Regions from separate parts of the Mus musculus genome. Here regions 1, 2 and 3 are each linked to region 4. The links are chromatin contacts, called in public Hi-C and HiChIP or PLAC-seq maps. All regions are on one chromosome and are shown on one strand. Each heading gives the region's core, a stretch centred on a gene start, on an enhancer-like site or on the middle of the called end of the contact. The rest is flanking DNA. Distances are from core to core; before and after follow the strand shown. Region 1 overlaps Elp4 (elongator acetyltransferase complex subunit 4). Region 2 overlaps Elp4 (elongator acetyltransferase complex subunit 4). Region 3 holds the start of Paupar (Pax6 upstream antisense RNA). Region 4 holds the start of Dcdc5 (doublecortin domain containing 5).

What was found. A called contact is a pair of places that touch in the nucleus more often than the background predicts. HiChIP or PLAC-seq counts read pairs in DNA pulled down with a chosen protein or histone mark.
Region 1: a Hi-C map of cerebellum shows a contact between it and region 4, with 6 times the contacts expected there. The contact joins the enhancer-like site here to the promoter of Dcdc5 in region 4. A contact is called at or near these places in 1 of 15 datasets of contacts at CTCF or cohesin (pro-B cells), 10 of 484 Hi-C or Micro-C datasets (the HPC-7 cell line, cerebellar granule neurons, cerebellum and 3 more) and 1 of 115 datasets of contacts at active chromatin or transcription factors (astrocytes).
Region 2: a Hi-C map of neural progenitor cells shows a contact between it and region 4, with 3 times the contacts expected there. The contact joins the enhancer-like site here to the promoter of Dcdc5 in region 4. A contact is called at or near these places in 2 of 39 promoter capture datasets (cranial neural crest and maxillary cranial neural crest), 3 of 484 Hi-C or Micro-C datasets (embryonic stem cells and neural progenitor cells) and 2 of 115 datasets of contacts at active chromatin or transcription factors (astrocytes and embryonic basal ganglia).
Region 3: a contact with region 4 is called in an H3K4me3 HiChIP or PLAC-seq map of embryonic forebrain, with 6 times the contacts expected there. The contact joins the promoter of Paupar here to the promoter of Dcdc5 in region 4. A contact is called at or near these places in 15 of 39 promoter capture datasets (the 3T3-L1 cell line, the C10 cell line, the HPC-7 cell line and 10 more), 1 of 15 datasets of contacts at CTCF or cohesin (large pre-B cells), 6 of 484 Hi-C or Micro-C datasets (cerebellar granule neurons, embryonic stem cells, lens fibers and 1 more), 11 of 115 datasets of contacts at active chromatin or transcription factors (astrocytes, embryonic basal ganglia, embryonic forebrain and 6 more) and 1 of 9 other capture datasets (embryonic stem cells).

What each region holds. Positions count from the first base shown.
Region 1 is chr2:105,803,356-105,806,626 of GRCm38.p6, forward strand. The region is part of intron 7 of Elp4 (elongator acetyltransferase complex subunit 4); the gene reads right to left. Among named protein-coding and RNA genes, the nearest start is that of Elp4, 100 kb to the right of the region's middle. Within about 2 kb of position 1,301, at least 8 of the 459 cell types and tissues checked have an H3K27ac peak or open chromatin away from gene starts, as enhancers often do. A contact at or near this core is called in cerebellar granule neurons and cerebellum, where this site is marked.
Region 2 is chr2:105,713,700-105,717,220 of GRCm38.p6, forward strand. The region is part of intron 9 of Elp4 (elongator acetyltransferase complex subunit 4); the gene reads right to left. Among named protein-coding and RNA genes, the nearest start is that of Pax6, 40 kb to the left of the region's middle. Within about 2 kb of position 1,867, at least 27 of the 459 cell types and tissues checked have an H3K27ac peak or open chromatin away from gene starts, as enhancers often do. A contact at or near this core is called in astrocytes and neural progenitor cells, where this site is marked.
Region 3 is chr2:105,659,576-105,662,889 of GRCm38.p6, forward strand. Paupar (Pax6 upstream antisense RNA) reads right to left here and starts at 1,768. Exons shown (of 1, transcript NR_117095.1): 1 at 1-1,768. All of the region lies in intron 1 of Pax6os1 (paired box 6 opposite strand 1), which reads right to left.
Region 4 is chr2:106,078,987-106,082,371 of GRCm38.p6, forward strand. It overlaps Dcdc5 (doublecortin domain containing 5), which reads left to right and starts at 2,013. Exons shown (of 24, transcript NM_177844.2): 1 at 2,013-2,254.

The sequences.
Region 1 (3,271 bases), core at 51-2,550, 280 kb before region 4:
TGGAAACATTTCTCTCCAGACAAATGTTTTGCATTATTCACTTCAGTAGCTTCAAAGCTCTAGCATATTAACATTATCAACTAATTTTAAAAGTTTTTAATTAAGATAAAAATGTAAACCTCTTTAGTTTTTAAGAGATAGGGTTCTTTGTTCCCTTTTTAAAATCAGGAAATAACACTTTCTTTAGTATTTGCCAAATAGCATGGGTGAGTTTTATCCAATGAAGAACTGGGGTAAAAACTGTTATCATTCGAAGACAGTAACTATGTGATAAAGATACTGACTACAAATATCAAGTCACCAACTGCCAATGACAATAAATAAAGACATGCTGCAGTCTAGTTTCACGTTTGAAATCTGATCTGAGAAAGGTTAACCAACGCAGGCACTGACTGATGTTCTTAAGCAAATGCAGGAGATTTTCCTTCCCGCATTATCACAGGGAAAGAAACATTTTACGTTGTCTGTGTTGAAAAGTCCCCTAGAGAGTGTAGATTATGAAACACTGATAAAAAAATTGCAGTAAAAAAGAGAGAGAGTAAATATTCTTTGAAAAAAAAACTATGAAAAGGGTATAGGAGAATAACCTTCCATTTTAATACCAAGTGTTTACTTCCTGACAGTTTTAGGTAAAAGTGTTTTTAATCTATTTAAAAATACAAATCAAGGATAAGTTATCATGGGTTGTATGAGAAGTATACAAGTAATAGAAAATATATTTTCTTTTCATTTTGCTAACAAAACTGTATTTAGGCACAAAACTAAGCTTTTATTTCCAGAAAGAAATATTACTGATTCTCATTTTTTTACAAGCACACACTATCACTGGGATTAAAAAAAAAAGTATAAAATGTTTACATAATTTTGAGATAGATAACAAATCTCACCAATAGTTAAGACAAATGCTACTTACAGATCAGAAAGAAATGATGGTGTTATAGCTGACTAGATATAGAAATTAAAATGTCCCATTTTACAATACTTTATGCTCACTATGCCAAAAATAATGTTGCTAAAGGCATGGCATGGGATAGTCACTCATTCCCAAGAGTAAGCAGGGCCGGAGGAGTGCTCCTTGTACTCAGAGGATAATAACCACTCACATAGAGATTTATACATAAAGATTTAAAGTCTTCGTATAATATAACATGTAGAAGAATAGAAGAGGGCTTAGTTAAGAGGGCTTAGTTCCTTTTCTTAGATATAAGCTTTTTTTTTTTTTTCCAGTTCATGATAACATCGCCTCAACAAGAGTCGGGACAGTTATGCTGTGAGAACCTGAGCATCTGCTGTTATTATCGCCGAGGCCTGTCTACTTCCCGAGTCTGTGAGACCACATGCTCGGCTGTCCTCTCATCTTGCCATCCTCACCAATTAACTATTAACGTGGAGGGCTGTACACATGCTCTCAGGGGCTCTTTAACAGGCTTCTTGGCGAGTGGAACAACTACTCAGCAGGGATGTGGGAACTAAGTAACGCTGGGAGAGAGGGCACTACGGTGGCTCTGCCCCTAGTCACACTCATAGTTCAGTGTGGAAAAGAACCACACTCAATGGAGCCATCTTCACATATATTTTAAGACAGGGTCTTGGGACAGATACTAAACTATATTCTAGTATAAGAGTTATGAGTAATAATACTACAATTTTATAGGGAAAACTACTTAAAACTACATGTCTGTCTGAAGACATTCATAATATGCCTCCTAAATAGTTTCAGTCCTTTTAAACAGGTATTTAGAACTTATTTTTATACATTGACTTCAAAGCACACTTGTCAGCTTCTATTGTATTATTATAGAAATAACCTTAAATCAAATCAAATAAAACATTTCAAGTTTAAAGTTGTAAGACTTTATGTAAGAACACAAAATAATTCAAATAGAAACTTTAAAAATCACCTTTGTTCACTCTGCTTATAAGTATCATTACAACAATAAGTTGAAATCAGTTTTGAATCTATTATTTTCCCTATTTTAACTTCTCCCCCTCTTTTGCAATTTCCTTAACTATGTGTTCCTTCCCTACAATGAAATTAAACATGGGAAGCATGCCAAAAGTACAATAAAGGGTAACTAATCATTACTGTACAAGTCTGACAGAATGCTAATAACTGAGACAAGAGCACTGATTGGCTGTTTCACTACTCCAAGAGATGAAAATATTTTATATACCCTTAGTCTTGTGCTAATTTAAAGATGGTTAATTATATGACAAAAATTCCAAGGATATGAAATAACATTTTTTTCCCTAACAGAAACAATTATTAACACCAAAGCTCAAATATCCAACACATAACACACACACACTTCCCACACCAGACCAAAAAAAAAAAAAAAAAAAACCTTCAAAACACCCAGTATAACAATAACTAACAAAACCCTTACCACTACCAACGAAACAAAACAAAACTAACAAACATTAAACAAATAAACCCCAAACCCAAACCACCAGCATTCATACTGTTTTTGTTTTATTTTATCCTATCTTCAACATCCCTGAGGTGGTGACTTTGTTATGTTTTATCCATAGATACCTATCACGATGCTTCCGGTATTTGAATGAATGAATGAATGAATGAATGAATGAATGAGTGAATGAGGCAGCGAGTGTGCAAAACTGTCCTAGTCACACAATCACCATTTAAACTCTGACTTAGAGACTCCAGAAATAGTTCTGGTCATGGTAGGAAAACTGTTGTGAGTCTTGTGAAGTTTATGCTGCTAGAAAATAAGCACGTATCTGTGCTTCCTGGTCTGCCTTTAGCCCAATCCAGGAGAAAACATTGCTAGGTGTTCTTCATGAGAAGGGTCAGGTAACTGAAGAGCTCTATTCTCCTTCTGCTGTAAGGAGTGGTGGCCAGACTGTCTAGCATGCCACACAGGCGTTTCCCTCTTATCTGCTCTCAGTTCTTCTACTGCAGTAACACACCAAACATTTTCATTTCTGACAGATCTCTCTCTTCTGATTATCAATTCTGAGGGCCTCTGAAGTAAAACCCAGCACTGACGATGACTGCTAACACATACCGAATGCCTACTGTGTGTCCAGCATTGATGATGACTGCTAACACATACTGAATGCCTACTGTGTGTATTTTTCATCCTCTGAATTGATTAATTTTTGTTTCATTTTTTATAGATGAAGAGTCTAAGACCGAGAAAGCTAATTGAGACCGAGTAATTTATCAAGCATCCCAGCCTCCAAAGGCACACTTTCTTTTTATCATCAGATGCTGCTTTGTTCTCACGCTCTCCCTACTTTGATTCTA
Region 2 (3,521 bases), core at 617-3,116, 370 kb before region 4:
AATAGGATATTCATGGAAGAATATGAGCATGATCTTGGGTTCCAAAGGACTGTTATATTTGCTAGAGACTGATAATTGCCTGCCAACATCTATTCTCCCTTTTCCTTTAGTACAGAGATCTTGAATACCAGGTCATTAGGACTAACAGCTTCATTTTCCAGGCTTCCCTTGCAGCTAGTTTATGGACCATGTAACCAAATTCAAGACAATGAGAGAGCAGGAGTGATGTCACAACCTTAAAACACTGTAAAGAACTGAACTCTGACAGTCTGACTTCAGTATCCATACTTTTATTCTCTATGTGTCAGACTATCTAAACATTAGAGACATCGAGCAAAATAGGCATAATCTCTGTTTTCATGGAACTCACCCCAGAAGTCTAGGGGAGGTGTATAGTTCTACAGTCAAAGAATGAAAGCATAAAAGAACAGGAAATGTGGGGCATGTGGACATAGAGGGGTGTTCGAAAGGAAATGAAGCATTATGACACGGTCCTGGCTGCAGGTACCACTTTAATTGGTTAAGACCTTCCTCAAGAGCACATTTGTGCTAAGATCTTAATTTCGAGAAGGGGGTTAAGACCCAGGTGATGAGAATAAAGTTGAAAAGTTGTGAGGCAGGATTAAGCTTGGCATGTTTGAAGGGGACAAAGATCCCAGCTTTTCTGTAGTGTTAGACAAGTGAGCAAATGGTTATTTAGCGTGGCTTGCGGGAGGTGGCAGACCTGGTAGGGCTTGTAAATGATGAGAATTGATTTGGGTTTAATTCTAAAGGGCAAGGGCTATTACAGAAGTGATAGAAACATTTTTCTATGGCTATTGATTATTTTCTTACTAAGTCATATGTAGAAATTTTCAATAATGGAAAACAACAGTTACTGTTTTAAGCATTTGTATTTTATGAAAGACGTTTTTAGAAAATGTAGGAAGGTTTTGTTTTGATTCAGAAGAAACACTCCAGCAACTTTCCAGGGAAAGTGATGCAAGTGTCTTTCCCTGCCCCCACCCCTTCCTCAATTATCAGGCACTGGACACACAGGGCAGAGAGAGTGTACAGATTCCCAGGGTGTGCAGGGACACAGGGAGAAGAACTGCAGAGCCTGTGCCACTATCACAGGCAAAGGAAGAAAGCAGGGGATCATGATTGCCACTATGACAAGTATCCAAGGGTACTTTAACCAGGACGTCCCTTTTCTGGTTGAGATGAATGAGAAAAAAAAATTTAGGAGTAGTATTTTAGGGACTACCCATCAAGGTATCTTAAGGATAGTAAGATGGCTTAAGGGGAAAAACTTCTGAGTGCTAAACTTAAAGAATTATTTTAGAAATAACTCAATCTGTTAATCACACGAGAATACCTTTGCATCCCATTTCTTTCTTCCTATATAGCTTATGATATGGATGCTGCACCAGTGGTAGCAAAGGCAATTTGTCACTACAATTCAAAGTAGTGCTTGTTCCTTGTCATAATCTGAAACTGTACTCAGTGAACTGCTAATGCATAAAATAAGTGTTTGTATCCAGATCCATTCTGAAATATTAGGAGTTTTTAGGTGCAGCAGACCCATGATACAATTCAGGGGCTGGCAAAGGCAAGACTAACTGACCCTTAGCTATGGACTAGACTCCTAAGGTATGAAAAGGCAGAAACTAGACGTTTGCAATCAGATAGCTTTACAGATAGCTTAGGGAAGCATGTCACTGCGAGCCCACTAGCTAACTTCCAGAGCTGGCAACTCTGGAGGAGAACTCAGCCCAGAAATGTGGCAAGCATACATTTTTATACCCTGGACAGCATACCCAGGAACATGCGTTGGTCTCCTTTTGGCTGCAAGCAAATGACTCCCGAGAGCATAATGGCCAGAGTGTTTCTCTGTATAATGCCTGTAGTGTATGCCGAGCACCATTCTCCAAGGCCCCGAGATGGTGGATGAAGTGCTCAGTGGCAGTGGCGACGTAAAACACCCTGACAGCTCTAAATCTCCCAACTACTCTCCAGTTACTTTGAGATCCCCATATTTAAGGGTCTGCTGGTTCCTGGGTATGAAGAAAGAATTTTTAATGGGGCCAAATGTAGGTATTTACAAGGGGGAATTGTGGGTTTTTTTTTTTTTATTTTTTTATTAGGAGCTGCCTTATGTTCAAGAGTTGTATTTACTTTGTCAAGCTGGCCAGAATTAGAAAATCCCCATTGCTAGGCAGCCTAGAGTGCACATGAAGTATTTCTGGGCATTCAGAACTGAAGCATGTGCTGCCCAAAGGCAGGTTTCATTACAGTGTGTTATTTAGTTCTCTTTCGTCTCTCCCTACTCCCACACCCCGACACAGGAGCACTTCTGTAACAGGGAATCTTGGTTACTTTATGCTGTAACATATTTACATGATTGAAACTCAACAATCAACACATCTGTGAAGCCTGAGGGACAGGCACACTTTAATGGTTTCTTGAAGCAAGCTGATTTCCTGGAGCTCTTAATCTTTATTCTGTCCTGCATGCATGAACAAGCTCTCTTCTACTGTAGGTATTTGACACAGTCTACCTGGTATGAATGTGAATGAAAAGAAAATAACAGAAAATTAATTTTATGTTTTATCTTTGCCAAACCATTCCTGATTTTTTCACCAGTTCAATGTGCATTGCAGACTGGGCTGTTATTTCTGTCACATTGTGTTAGATTTCATACAAATGTAGCTAGGTAGTAGTAGGTTTTTGGTTTGACAAGATGAAATGTGGCTTGCTGTATATTGATTGGACAAAAACAGGCCACAATGAACGGAGAGTATCTATTACAGCAAGGGTTTCCTTACTTTTCTTGGGCAGACAAGTCACACCCTTTCAGGTGGTGAGCACTTCAACTCAACTAACAGCCAGGTGATGCTAGGGGTGCTGTCTGATTCATGCTGTTGTATGCATTCTGAGTATTACACGTGTATTGCCATGGTCTCAGTAAAATTTAGAAAAGAACTGATATGAAGCCCTCTGAAGTGAGAACTTCCACTTCCTATTTGAGTTCAGAAAGCTTGCTAATCCTGGAAACCCCAACTGAACTTGTATAAATGGATCTGGTCTCACATCTGCCGTTTACATGAACTCCCTCCTATAGCCAGCCTTCCTTCTCTCTCAGTTTGGAGTGGAGATTGAGAACACACTGGGTGGGCAGAGAGAGTCAGCACCTTCTCCACATGCCTTGGGGCAGTGATGTGGCAGCTGAAGACTCAGCACTCTGACTAAGGGACACAGACACAGAGAGGGACACAGCTCCAAAGAGGAACTCTTTGCTGAGATGACTTCACATGTAAGAGCATGCAATGTGCAAGTCAGTCTCAGATTGAAAGGCTCTCCATAAATAATATAAAATAAAGGAAACACAGCAAGTAAAAAGGAACACCATGAAAAACACACAAAAGAACAAAATATCTGTGAGAATACAGATACATGATTGGCTGGCTACTTTTCCGTTTTTCTTTTAATTTGTTTGGCTTAATCAAAATGCATGCTTCTATAGAAATGCTAACAGGAGC
Region 3 (3,314 bases), core at 518-3,017, 420 kb before region 4:
TAAATAGATGGGTGAGTGATGGGCACATAGTTTTTCCATAAAGCGGAGCTACTCAGAGTGAGTGGACTCTGGTTTGAAAATGTCTTCCAGGCTATGGTGCTACCAGGATAGAGTTGAGGTAAGAAAAGCCGAGGTAAGACTTAGCAAAGAGAGTGGCCTAATTCCCTCCCTTGAGTTTGCAGTTTGCATCCCGACCTGGTACAATCTCGTGGGGGAGGGGGTTTGGCAGCCCCCCGCACCAGGGGGCGGGGGCTGGGGACACCTTCCGGGCAGTCCAATAGCTTCCTGAGCCACGTGTCTTTCAGGCACACATCCTCGGGAGAAGGCCCCCCAAAAAGGCCAGACTGAGCGAGGACTTGGCCCAGAGCCTTGAGGACAAAACAGTTGAACCCCCAAACTTCATCCAAAAGGCCGGACCAGAAGTGCCACCGAGAACCTCAGTGGCTCCCAACAGAGGTAGTGCGGGACCCTCGGACACTTCCGCCTCCCAGCCGCCGCGGTTCTGCCACCGCCATCCGCACCCTAGACAGAAGAGCACCTTCAGACTGAACGGAGAGCAATACTTACTGTTCCAGTTAGAACAAGTTTTAAGTGAGGGCTGGGCTGGCAAGCCGCGGGCAGGGGGTCACGTGCGCCCCCGTCACTGCAGCTCCCCTCGCCTCTCCGGTTCGAGTTATGCCATCAAGCTAATATATTGTGACTGCTCTTCTCTCCTGTGACAAAGGCTTGCAGCTGCCTCCAAATCAATAGACGTCAAAGAAATATGAAAACAGTCATGATGACACAAAACTTAAATCCTGCTTGCAGTCTACACGACCAGAACTGCGCTTCTGTTCTCCAGGCCGCCGATTAATTTATCCCAAAGTTTAGTCAAATTTTTATTCCGCTACCTTTTTCCCAGCAGATCGCGCTACATCTGTCGGGTTTGTAATGTAATTTGTAATTACTGCCCTTCATGTGGTCCGGTGCCTTGAACCATCTTTAATTAAAAGCATAATTAAGGGAAGATCTAAAGAAAGACAATTACCAGATGGTCTTTTTTTTTTTTTAAGAGTCAGTAGTTGCTCAGAGTGGGGCTTAGGGTCTGTCCCCTCAACCCTGTGCATGGAGAGGGGGCGGCCGCTGGATCCGCGCCTGCGCGCTGCAGAGGCCTGTCTGGGCCGGTGCGCACTGACCCCCTCCTGGCTCCCTGGCCGGGCTTTAAGAGTTCCAAGAGGCCGCGCTCAAAGGTGAGCGCTAGAGTCTTGCACTGCATAGATACTGACTTTTTTCTTCTTTCTTTTCTGGTGGTCTCAGAGTTTGGAGTGGCCGCGGGGAGCCTGGAACTAGATCAAGGCAGAGACAACTTTCAAATTCGCGAAGCCCCCACCCCCACTCCCAGAGTGAGGTCCATCCTGCTGAGCAAGACCCTGGGAGTTGTGAAACAGAAAAGAAAGGATTGGTGGTGGAAGGAAGGATGGGAGAAATGGGACTGATCCACCATAGGGCTCCGGCTTAAGTCCACCCCTGGATTCGGCCCAACTAGGTGGAAGCTGAAGGAACGTTCCCACGAGGGCTCCCAAGGACAAAGAAGCCAACCAGACCTCATCTTCACCGCAGCCTCGACGGGCAGAGCGGCCCAGGATAGCGATTCTCTCGGCTCCCTGGTGTCCATGGGTCCCTTGGAATTTCCAGACCAAGGGTGGAGGGAGGTTAAACCCCATCTCCGTTCCTGTTTCACACACACACACACACACACACACACACACACACACACACACACACACACACACACACACACACACGCATAAATAATGCAGACGGGAGCCAAGATTTCTGTATCAGCACCGCGTTGCCCGGGCGGCTGGCACAAGGATTCCAAAGACGGAGAATGGAAATTAAACTGTTGTTGTATGAAGGGGGATGTCATTATGTGACTGCTCATATTCAAAGTCGGGCAGCAGCGAAATGTAATCATTTCAATTATCTTCAATGTATTTTCTTAGGACACAAGTTGTCAAAGATTTTTTTTTCCTAAGGAAGTACATTCTCGCGGTTCCTTGGGTCCATTTTCCAGACGGTTTGTTACTCTTGCTGCATGATTTGGTTTCAGCTTTTATTCCTCAGCCTCAGAGTCTCTTACAGAGATTTCTCTGGATGGGAAGAGCCACGTCGGCCCTTGTGGCTTCTCTGGCTGTGCCGAAGCGGTCCACGGGTGGAAAATCGGCCTCCGTGTACCTGGCGCGAGCATTTTGGTTGCTTTCAGGTTTAATTAACTTTGAACAACAAATATGCTTCGAGTTCTGGATCTGGTGACGCCTTGGGAAAGGGAGGGGGTTGGATTGTACTTTGTGTCCTTCCCAGCCTGGAGCGGGAGGTGAGGGTGAGGGCTGGCAGTGTTTGCCTGCGCCCCCCGAGGCCAACCAAGCAGAAAAGCACGTGCTGGACTGTGCGGGGATCCAGGCTCTCTGAGAGTTCAGGAAAGCTGGGAAGAGCCGGATCTGAGTCAGTCTCTCTCTCTCTCTCTCTCTCTCTCTCTCTCTCTGTCTCTCTCTCTCTCTCTCTCTCTCTCTCTCTCTCTCTCTCTGTCTCTCTCTTCAGCCAGATGCTTGCTCCTCTTGTCCCCATCGTTGGACAGTGGCACGTTGGATATGGGGAACGAAGGAGATCTGGAAAAGCGCTCTGTAATCCCAGTCTGAGCAGAGAGTAGCGGTCTACTCGTCAGTCAGCCCTCGTCCAATCTCACGGATTAAGATTAATCCCGATCTTTACACTAATATCTCCTCTTTGATTTTTATTATACTCATTTGGGAGGAAATGAGCTCTTGCCAGGCAAATAGCACCCCGCACCTCACTTCTCATAGCTGCGCAGGGCCGGGGCCTGAACAACCCCGCGGGCAATTCCCGAGCTGCCGATATTATATTTGTGAAATGTCCTTTTGTTGGGGCTTTTAACACCTTATAACGAATCATTTGTTCCTTTCTCTTTAATTTTGATAGACAATTAGCCATCAGAGATACACCAGTTGACTGTAACCGAGCATTAAACTCGCCTTTATGCAACGCTAATTTAGCATAACTGCTTTGTTTAACGTTGCTATATAAGAACCAGGTTTTGTAGTATTTTTTAAAAAAAAAAAGGTGTAATTTTATGTGGGGCTTCATTTCTTTTGGCCTTGTACGCAGCAAGCTCTTTCCTCTTTGTGAGGCGTTCTGCTGGGGCCCAATGCCATTTCTCAGTGCCTAGCACCTGCAGGCTGGGGTTGGGGGGGGGGGGAGGGAATTAGCATTGATATAGATTTAGTTGAAATGTAATCTCTTAAATCTGTCCAAGA
Region 4 (3,385 bases), core at 763-3,262:
CAAATTGTATATATATATATATATATATATATATTTAAATGTTATAAAGATTACAAAGTCTGAAAAGTCATTTTTCAGAAAAATCTAGTAAGTGAGCTTCTGAGGTTGGGCTGAACCTGAAAGTTTTTTTGTGTTTGATAGAGAGGAATAAGACTGATGAATTTCATGAAAATTTCTCAGGTTTAAAGTTGAGTTTAACTCCAGGGTGTAAATCTTCTATGATTACCACCTGCTTCCTAATTTATTTAACTTAATAATTTAACAACTATACTAACTACTATAAGTAGTGCTTTTCAGTATTTGAGAGTTGTGCTGGATTGAGTGGGCAAACAATTAAATCTGTATAAATCAAAACCAAATATGTAGTAACCTATGGATATTGTGTCAGCAAACTGAAAATGCTTATGATTCTAAACTGGGTTTAGTTGTACACAACTGTCATCAAAACTGACTTGTCTTACCCATTTTATTTTTGAAATATTATTATTAAATAAAATTATTATTATTTCTTCTATAGTATATACAATGTCATGTATATTATATTTTACATATATAATATGGTAGAAATATTATATAAATATAAAAATATATAAATATGTAAATATAAAAATATAAATATCTATTATACATATGAAAGTGTAAGACACCTATTTACTTAAAACATATAGAGAAAAGTAGTTTCTCTGTGTGTATAAAAGTGGGCTTGTTAGAATTTCAGGCGTTAGTTTCTCCAACTGGATGACAGAATTCTGCACAGATGTCGTCACATCACGCTTATGTTTTTGATTTTACTCATAGCAGTAGGAAATCTTAACCTCTTAATCTCCAACGTTTTTCTAAGCAGCGAACACACCAGACTTTAAGTTTGGCTTTGGTAGGGAGCTGGAGAACCAGGTGTCCTAAACTGCAAGTTTTCTTAGCTGAAAGTAAGATTTAGGAGAACACAGGTAGCAAAGGCCATTTGCATAGCTCAACCTCTCAGTAGCTCAGCTGTGCTTGATTGCAATTCCATTTCAGTGCTGGGCTTCTTTGCATAAAATATGCAACATATAACATAACCAAGGGCACAGACCTACGCCCTTAGCTTGTGATCTGCTTAATTCATTTTCCTTGCAGAAATATGTGTAAGAATAATATTGCTAGGATCTCTATCTATCTTGCATGTTTATCTTTGGGATCTACATACATTTAAGAAAAGACCATGTTAAATAAAAGTGATATGTATTCATTTTTTTTTCTGGGCCCCAAGATTTTGTTATTTATTTCTGGCTTTTCAGGGGAAAACTAAATTTCAGAAAACATTACCTAGCTGCCATGTCATTTGAGTATTTTACACTAGAAAGACTGTATCAGCTAAGCATGTGCAAAGTGTATAAACATATCTGTCAAGTCCACATGGATGTTACATGACAGGCCCACAAGTAAATATCCTTCCACAGCCCCTGCTGGGATAGCATTCCTGAATCCACCACTAGCTTAAATATTCTGGGGACTTGGGAACACAAAGGCATGAGAAAATCCTTGCTTAACATTCTCCTCTTTTCTATTTAAACAATCTTGTCACCCTGTGTCGTGGGTTGCTTTAACGAATACCAATGATGGGCCTGGGGTAGGAAGGCTTATTATAAAGGTGTGGATCATACTTTATAAATAATTTCCAGATGTGATATTTTGGGTACACGGACTCCTCTACAGGACGCAGGACACTGAAACATCATGGATCGTACAGTTTTTATCAGGACAATGCAAGTAGGTTTTCGGCAAGGCTGGTTCCAACTCATCTGTGATAAATGAGAAGATAAGGCAATCAGTGCACACCATGACACTCCATGCAGCTAGTTAGGCACACTTCAGAACTATTCAGGTGTGCTCACACAGCTTATGAGACTTGCATGGGGGGGGATGTCGCAATATAAATACATCCTTCCTGGTGGCCACTGGTAACGCAGGAATTGCCTCGCTAAGACTTAACCCAGGTCAGACATAAATAATAGATGTTAAGAGTTAGCTCTAGTCTCGAGGCTGCATTCCAGACAGCGTATCTCAGTTGGGTCAAAGGAATCCTTCCCCCTTTTCTCTCCAGTAGTTTCTCTGCTTGAAAAATGCCTGCAAAATTCCATCAGTCCTTTGAGGGGACCACTTTGGGTCTCTAAGGGAGAAGGTTTCAGACCCTTGGGGGCTAAGATGCACGGGCAAGGAGTTCTTGGGGCCTTGTATCAACGGTTAAAGTCTGCAAAAATATTATTACAAGCAGGTAAGCCATCCCTTTTTAAAAAGTACTGTATTATATATATTTTTTCAGATGTATTTGGTTCTATAGACGCAATGATTGGCATTGTGTCATAAAAGAACCGTGACATGTTTTGTGAGCTCAGCGCCTCTAAGGGAGCCAAAAATGCTCTGGAATCTCAAAGGCAGCAAGAAAGGGGCTGATTGTGTCTGTCTTTTGGTATGGAGTGTCATCTGCCTCATCTTTCCTCACTGCTCACTCTGCAGAGGAAAAGCAGATCCTTACATGGTTATTCCAGAGTCAGTAACACCAACGAAGGAAATGAATTCATCTGCACTCCTCTGAAGGCTGAGACTCCTCATTTTTCCTCTGGTGTAAACTCACCTCACTATTGTAGAAATGGGTCTAAAAGCAAATCAGATTCTACAGAAATGAATCGTGAACTAACTTCTCCTCAAGAGAACTTAATTCCATTATACTTATTTAACTTGTGTATTTCAGGATCCAGAGTATAGTTGAATTAATGTATTTGACTAAATTAAATTAGATTTTACCTTTTAATCTCTGTGCATTTATTCTATAGTTGTATGTTTATTTATACACACACACATGTATGTGTGAAGGTAAAGACATATGGTTTTGTAATTAGTTTTGGGACATTTGATTGACTTAAAAAAGGATTTATATTGTAACCAGAATGTTGCAGTTTGGATAATTACAAAAAAAAAAGGTTGTACCATTAAAAAAAAAATCTTCCAACATAACACTTAAGAGAAGCCAACCTTTGTGTTAAATAAGGGTGGGGTTTACATTGTAAACTTGGAGGTTCCATTTTAGAATTTGGCTCATTATCTCAGGCCACCGGCCGCTGATAAATGAATATTTTGAAAGCGTCTCACTATTCACTGCACACAGAAAACTGGAGGGAGCTGGGCTCCAGATGACAGGCTCGGTGTTCACACAGCACCTCCTGCTGTCCACTCGGAGAACTGCAACACACGATGGGCAGAAGAAAGTTCATCAAAGCTCTTGGAACTTCCAGGGACGTCTCAGACTTTATTTTTAGGGAAAGTGTACTTAGTTTCTTTTAATGAGATATAGTGATTCAGAGAGGATTAATAACTACTATAGACAATTTGATTAAAAATCCAGACT